Regions from separate parts of the Gossypium hirsutum genome. Here region 1 is linked to region 2. A link is a contact called in public Hi-C data. All regions are on one chromosome and are shown on one strand. Each heading gives the region's core, a stretch centred on a gene start, on an enhancer-like site or on the middle of the called end of the contact. The rest is flanking DNA. Distances are from core to core; before and after follow the strand shown.

What was found. A called contact is a pair of places that touch in the nucleus more often than the background predicts.
Region 1: a Hi-C map of leaf shows a contact between it and region 2, with 4 times the contacts expected there. The contact joins the promoter of LOC107916222 here to the enhancer-like site in region 2. A contact is called at or near these places in 17 of 34 Hi-C or Micro-C datasets (callus, cotyledon, fibers and 4 more).

Annotation. Positions count from the first base shown.
Region 1 is chrD10:53,423,666-53,426,379 of Gossypium_hirsutum_v2.1, reverse strand. It overlaps LOC107916222 (ER membrane protein complex subunit 6), which reads left to right and starts at 1,262. Exons shown (of 5, transcript XM_016845379.2): 1 at 1,262-1,396; 2 at 1,925-2,052; 3 at 2,141-2,336; 4 at 2,470-2,489. The coding sequence starts at 1,937.
Region 2 is chrD10:53,383,072-53,385,951 of Gossypium_hirsutum_v2.1, reverse strand. No RefSeq gene overlaps it. Among protein-coding and RNA genes, the nearest start is that of LOC121222458, 17 kb to the left of the region's middle. Within about 2 kb of position 1,396, at least 9 of the 9 cell types and tissues checked have an H3K27ac peak or open chromatin away from gene starts, as enhancers often do. A contact at or near this core is called in cotyledon, fibers, hypocotyl and 1 more, where this site is marked.

The sequences.
Region 1 (2,714 bases), core at 13-2,512, 41 kb before region 2:
TATAAAAATTATTTACCTTTTTTCTTTTTTACATTTTATAGGAAAATTTTAAATTCTCAAATTTAAAATTATATAATAATGATAATTTTTTTATTTTCATCCTTGAGTTACACTCAATCATAAAAAGAAGGTTCAAAGGACATTCCTCATGCTTGACATGTGGTATAGCCTCTATTTTTTTTATAGGATAATGATAAATTTTCAATTTTAGTCCTTATGCTACACTCAAATTTTAGATTATGAAATAATAGTCAAATTTCAGTTTTAATCCTTATGTTACACTCCAATTTAAAATTTAATCTTTATACTTCTACTTTTTGATGTAATTTGGCAACTCAATTTTTCACAATGTCATTTATTAACTCAAATATTTTATTTTGATTATTATCCTGATGTAACTTTTTAGAGTTATTAATGCTATTAAAGTTATTTGTTAAATTAAAATACATTACAATATCATTTTTTTAAATACATTGCAATTAATTTTTTTTAATTTTAAAATATTTAATAGTATTAACAATTAGATCTGAATTTTTTAAATTTAAAAGGAAAAGGAGCTAAATTTCTAAAAATAAAAATAAAAATACTAAATTTCAAAGCATATTTTAATATTCAAATATTTATTCTAGAATTTTAATATTTTTATTAAATTCAAGTCCGTTGCAATGTTATTTTTTTTTACATGGATACCAAATGAGTATTTTTTTTCATTTCAAAATGCCACAACAACAAATTTAACAAAATAATTTTAATAGCGTTATCAGATGGATCTAAATTTTTAAATTCGAAAAGTAGAAGGATTAAATTCCAAATAAGAAAAGAGTATAAGAACTTTGAGCAAATTATAACCTTTAAATTTTTACTCTATAATTTAGTCAATAAATAAATAATTAACCCAAAACCAAGCGTGGGTGGACACCGTAGTAGTTTGATTTTTTGACCGTTAAGAAAAGTCCTTTTTCAGCAAAGATGGCAATAGGGATGCGTTTTATGTTTCTCTCTCCAAAATTGGCCTACTTTCGTTAATATCTTTTGAAATTGGCATATTCGACTAATTTACCCAAAACAATAAAGATTGAATAATAAAAATGATAAATACGCACGATGTGGATGTTTAAAAGATGATACAAATACATCTCTTGTAAAATTAGTTTAATTAAGATTAAACAATAATTCATAAAAAATAAAACCAAAAAAAAATGCTAATTTTTATTTCTGTGGATTTTTTTTATAATTTTGAAAAAGTAAAGGGAGTGTAATGGCATTTAATGGAAAGACGGGATTATTTAAGACTTGATCAAAATAAAATAAAAATTTCGAGTGGGCTATCTCGAAGTAAATTCTCAGTAGAAGAATACAGGAAAAAAAGGGTGTCTCGTATTCTCCGATCATCTGGGTAAACTCTTTTTTTTCTTTTTTTGTATTCTCTTATCTGTTTTTGAATGGTTTGTTGATGCTTAGATCCATTACTATCCCCTACGTTTCGATTATCATGGATGTAAAATTCTTATATTCTTTCATATTAACCACTTGAAATTTTCGAAATTTGATAATGTATATCTATGCTGCCTTTTGATCGAAGTTCCAAAATTTGAGACGCTCTGCCGTAGTCAAAGGAACATGTAATACGATAAATGTTTCGGAATCTGTTTTTCATATCAGTAATGCTGCATTGATCTTTTAGATTAGCGCAGTAAGGACTTTATAATTGTTTCTCAACTATTTCGCTTGTGCTTCACTGGGTAATTCACCGATATGGTATTTCTTTTTCGTTTTCTTTATACTAAGCCTGTCAATTGGATGGATGGGATTGATTATTTTGACTCCAAATCATTTTGATTAGTGTTTGATGCTTTGATTTTTTACGGATTTAAATCATTTCAAAATTTGTCGTTCTGAATTATTTTTGGGATTTGGATTGCAGAATTGACAGGTAATGGCAGGACAGGGTGATTCAAGTTCATCTGAGAAGAAATCAAAGGAAGTTATGAATGATGTATCAACTTTTAGAGCAGAGAATTTGCAGAATAACATGAAAGTTGTATATTACAGGTATGTCTATGCTCACATTTAGTGAAGATACTAAAAGTTGTGTGTTGAAAGCCAATACTTGAGATAAGCATTGTGGTTTCATTTGCAGCCGAACGTTTTTGTCGATAATCGGAGGGGCTATTGCTGGGATTTTAGGGTTGACAGGCTTTATGGGTTTTATATTGTATTTCATTGTCATGGCAATTACTTCAATTGGACTCATAGCAAAGGCAAAGTTCTCCCTTCATTCTTATTTTGATTGCTGGAATCGGATTATACTCGATGGATTCTTGGGTGGGCTTATGGTAAAGCCTTTTCTTTTATGTTTTGACTTGCTTTACGTATTCCCATATCTTCAATGAATCTAAATTTTGTTCTTTTGCTTTGCCTAACCTTTCATCTTTTTCCTTGGCTTATATTCTTCTTTTATTTTTGCAGTCATTTGTGCTATTCTGGACGTATCCTTTTCTTTAGATTTAGAAACTTTCTACACAACATTGCGTTCTGTAATCATGCTTAATTGAACTCGATCGGAAAAAAAACTTGAGCTCAACTCAAAATTGGTTGCGCAAAACAAGATTCGAGCTCAAATGAATACAAGTATAGAAGCTGAAGCTCAGTTTGAATTCGTTATATATGCAAATTCAAGTCGAGTAGGTTGTTAGCTGCTCGAACCTACTCAA
Region 2 (2,880 bases), core at 147-2,646:
ACCTCGACCCAACCTTCCACCTTAATTCCGCTTTTAGGAGGCCTCCACAGCTCCAAATACTCTTCTATGTGTGCCAAGGGTAAGACCCTAAACTAGATTTCATAAAATATGTGTTAGGGTAGTATTAATATTTTAAAACTCAAGCTACAAGAAAATTCATATTAGAGAGAATCCACCACCCTTGCTTCGCTTTAAGGGCAATGTTGAAGTTGGCTAAGTCGTGAAAGCCTAAACCTCCATTAGATTTTGGAACACATAAATTAGACAACACACATCAATGTATGCCTCATCTTGAATTAGACTTTTGCCACCAAAATCCACTAATAATACTTTCAAGATCATGACATAGAATTATAGGAAGAAGAAAACATGACATCGTATACATAGGAATCACCTGTAAATAGGGGTGAGCGTTTGATTGAATAGAGTAGAATCAAGTGAAAATTTTTTGAGGTAATCGAGTTGACGAGTCCTATTTTATCATCCTAACTCGATTTAAAATTTTTTTGAATCGAGTTGAGTGAAATAAAACTTGAGTCGAGTGAAATTGTTCAAGGTAAATTAAAAAAATTAAACATGTCAAATTAAAATCTTGTTACAAGATAACTATTTCCATGTTAGAGTACATAAATTTGAAAGCATATATATTTGAAAACTTTTTTAAAGCAAAAAAGAAACAGAAAGATACTTTAGTATGATAAACTTGAATCATTAATTAACTTATTTAGATCCCAAAATTATTATTTTAGAAAAAAATTAAAATTTTAAATTTCTTTATATATTCTTTAGAATTTAAAAAATACAAATTGTAGAATTTTTATAAATATTTTGAATTTTAAAAAATATTTTGAATTTTTTATTGAGAGAGATCAATTTATTCATTTTCAAAATTGACAGGGAGCAAATGGGTATTTACACCAATCTATTATTCGAATAATTTGAGTTTTCCGAATTGTAAATTTCAACTCGACTTGAACTCGAAACTCGAATTACTTATTCGAGTTGACTCGAATAACTAGATTCAATTAACTCGAAATTTAATTTTAATTTTAATTTTTTTGAATCAAATCGAATTTTGTTCACTCCTACTTATAAAATAAATTTAATAAACACTTCCTTACCTCCTGCAAATAATAATCTGGAACTCCAACTCTTAACTCGGTCCAACAACCCATCTTTGGGCATTTGAAAATACTTAAATAGTTTAATATTTAAACATGAAAAGATTCATGTTTTAAATGAAAATAATTTATTATTTTAAAAAATAAAACCAATCATTTAAGCGTACTCAGCCCAACTAAAACATTGAGTTTATACTTCATTGGATCTATACTGTAAAGAATCCAAAACCTCAGCAATCAGTATGAGTTAAATGGGCCCAGGGGCTTCATTTACAATATTCCCTTTTTCATGATTTCTACTCTCGGCAGTATATTTCACGTTTTATATTCGCTTATCTTCTTCCTTGCCGCGTCTTTATCATCCATTCAATTCATAAAATAAACAAAACATATAAATACGGATTTCATTCAGTTAATATTGATATTATTATCAGTGCAAGAGAACGTGAATTTGAGTGTATTGAAATTTAAAGGTTAAAAAAGGATAATAAATAAGTCTAAACATTGTATCAAAAAATAAAAATTAAAAATCATAATATTAAACTCGTATAAAAAAAAATCTATACAGTATGTATGAAAGTAGCGTCCAAACTATTCCTTCTACCAACACAATAAGATTTTAAAACAATGGTATACTTTTAATTTTAGTTGCTCAAAATTTATATATCCATATATTGACACATGGCGCAAAGCAACATACTTCTTTTCTTTTTCACATTTTATAAAACCACTAATTTTTAGTTTTTATTTTTCTAAATTGCTTAAATTTAAACATTTTAATTTTTAACGGTCTCTATATTTTTATAATGTTATTAATTAGTACAAATAGTTGATATTGTTAATTTTTTAATTAAAATGATATATATTTGAAAGTGAATTTTTAAATTCAAAATGTAGAGAGATTAAATTTTTATAAATAAAAGCAAGAGGGCTAGATTCCAAATGTAGAAAGCGTAAAGACTTAGAGTCATGGTTGTTTGAATTGGATTGGCTGATCGAACTGGGAACCAGTCGGGGTATTGATCCGAAGACATTCATCATGCTAACCGAACTGTGAATCAAAACGAACCGGTAGAACCAAGCTAAAAAATCAATTAAACTGTTTTTTATTATGATTTTTAATAAGTTCTTTAATCAATCATATGAACCAATGGTGGAATAATATCAAACAACATTTTTAATTTTTTACTCTATAATTTAAAACAAATAAAAAATTAATCCAGAAGGTAGAGTAGGTAGACAATACTAATTTAAATGAAATGAAATTATTTAAGGTAATATTTTTAGATATTTTTCAATAAAATATAAATAAATGTTTTCATCCGTAGAATTCAAACACAATCTTTTGAATATATAAATGGTCTTATCCTTGCTGGATCACGTGGAGTTTGATAAAAATCTAACGCACCACGTTGAAATAAACCCATTTTTAATCCAAAAATATTTAGAAACTATCCCATTAACAATCGTGTTAAATACAACATAAAGATTAAGCTTTTTAAGAAGAAAGGCCCCTTTGTCGGCAAGAGAATCGGAGACAGATCATGTGCCCCATGTGGTTCCCGCCGTCAGTTTTCCGGCGACTGGCTTTCCAATTCACTCTCCCGACGTCGATTTTCCGGTGGCCTGACTTCAACTTGTCGTATTTGACCGGCGGTTGGAGGTGGGAGGATATTTCCATCGTCGACGATGTGCTGTGGACTTTCGTCACGGTTTTGGAATCCTTAGCTTTAATCTCTATGCTGTGTTTCTTCTTTAT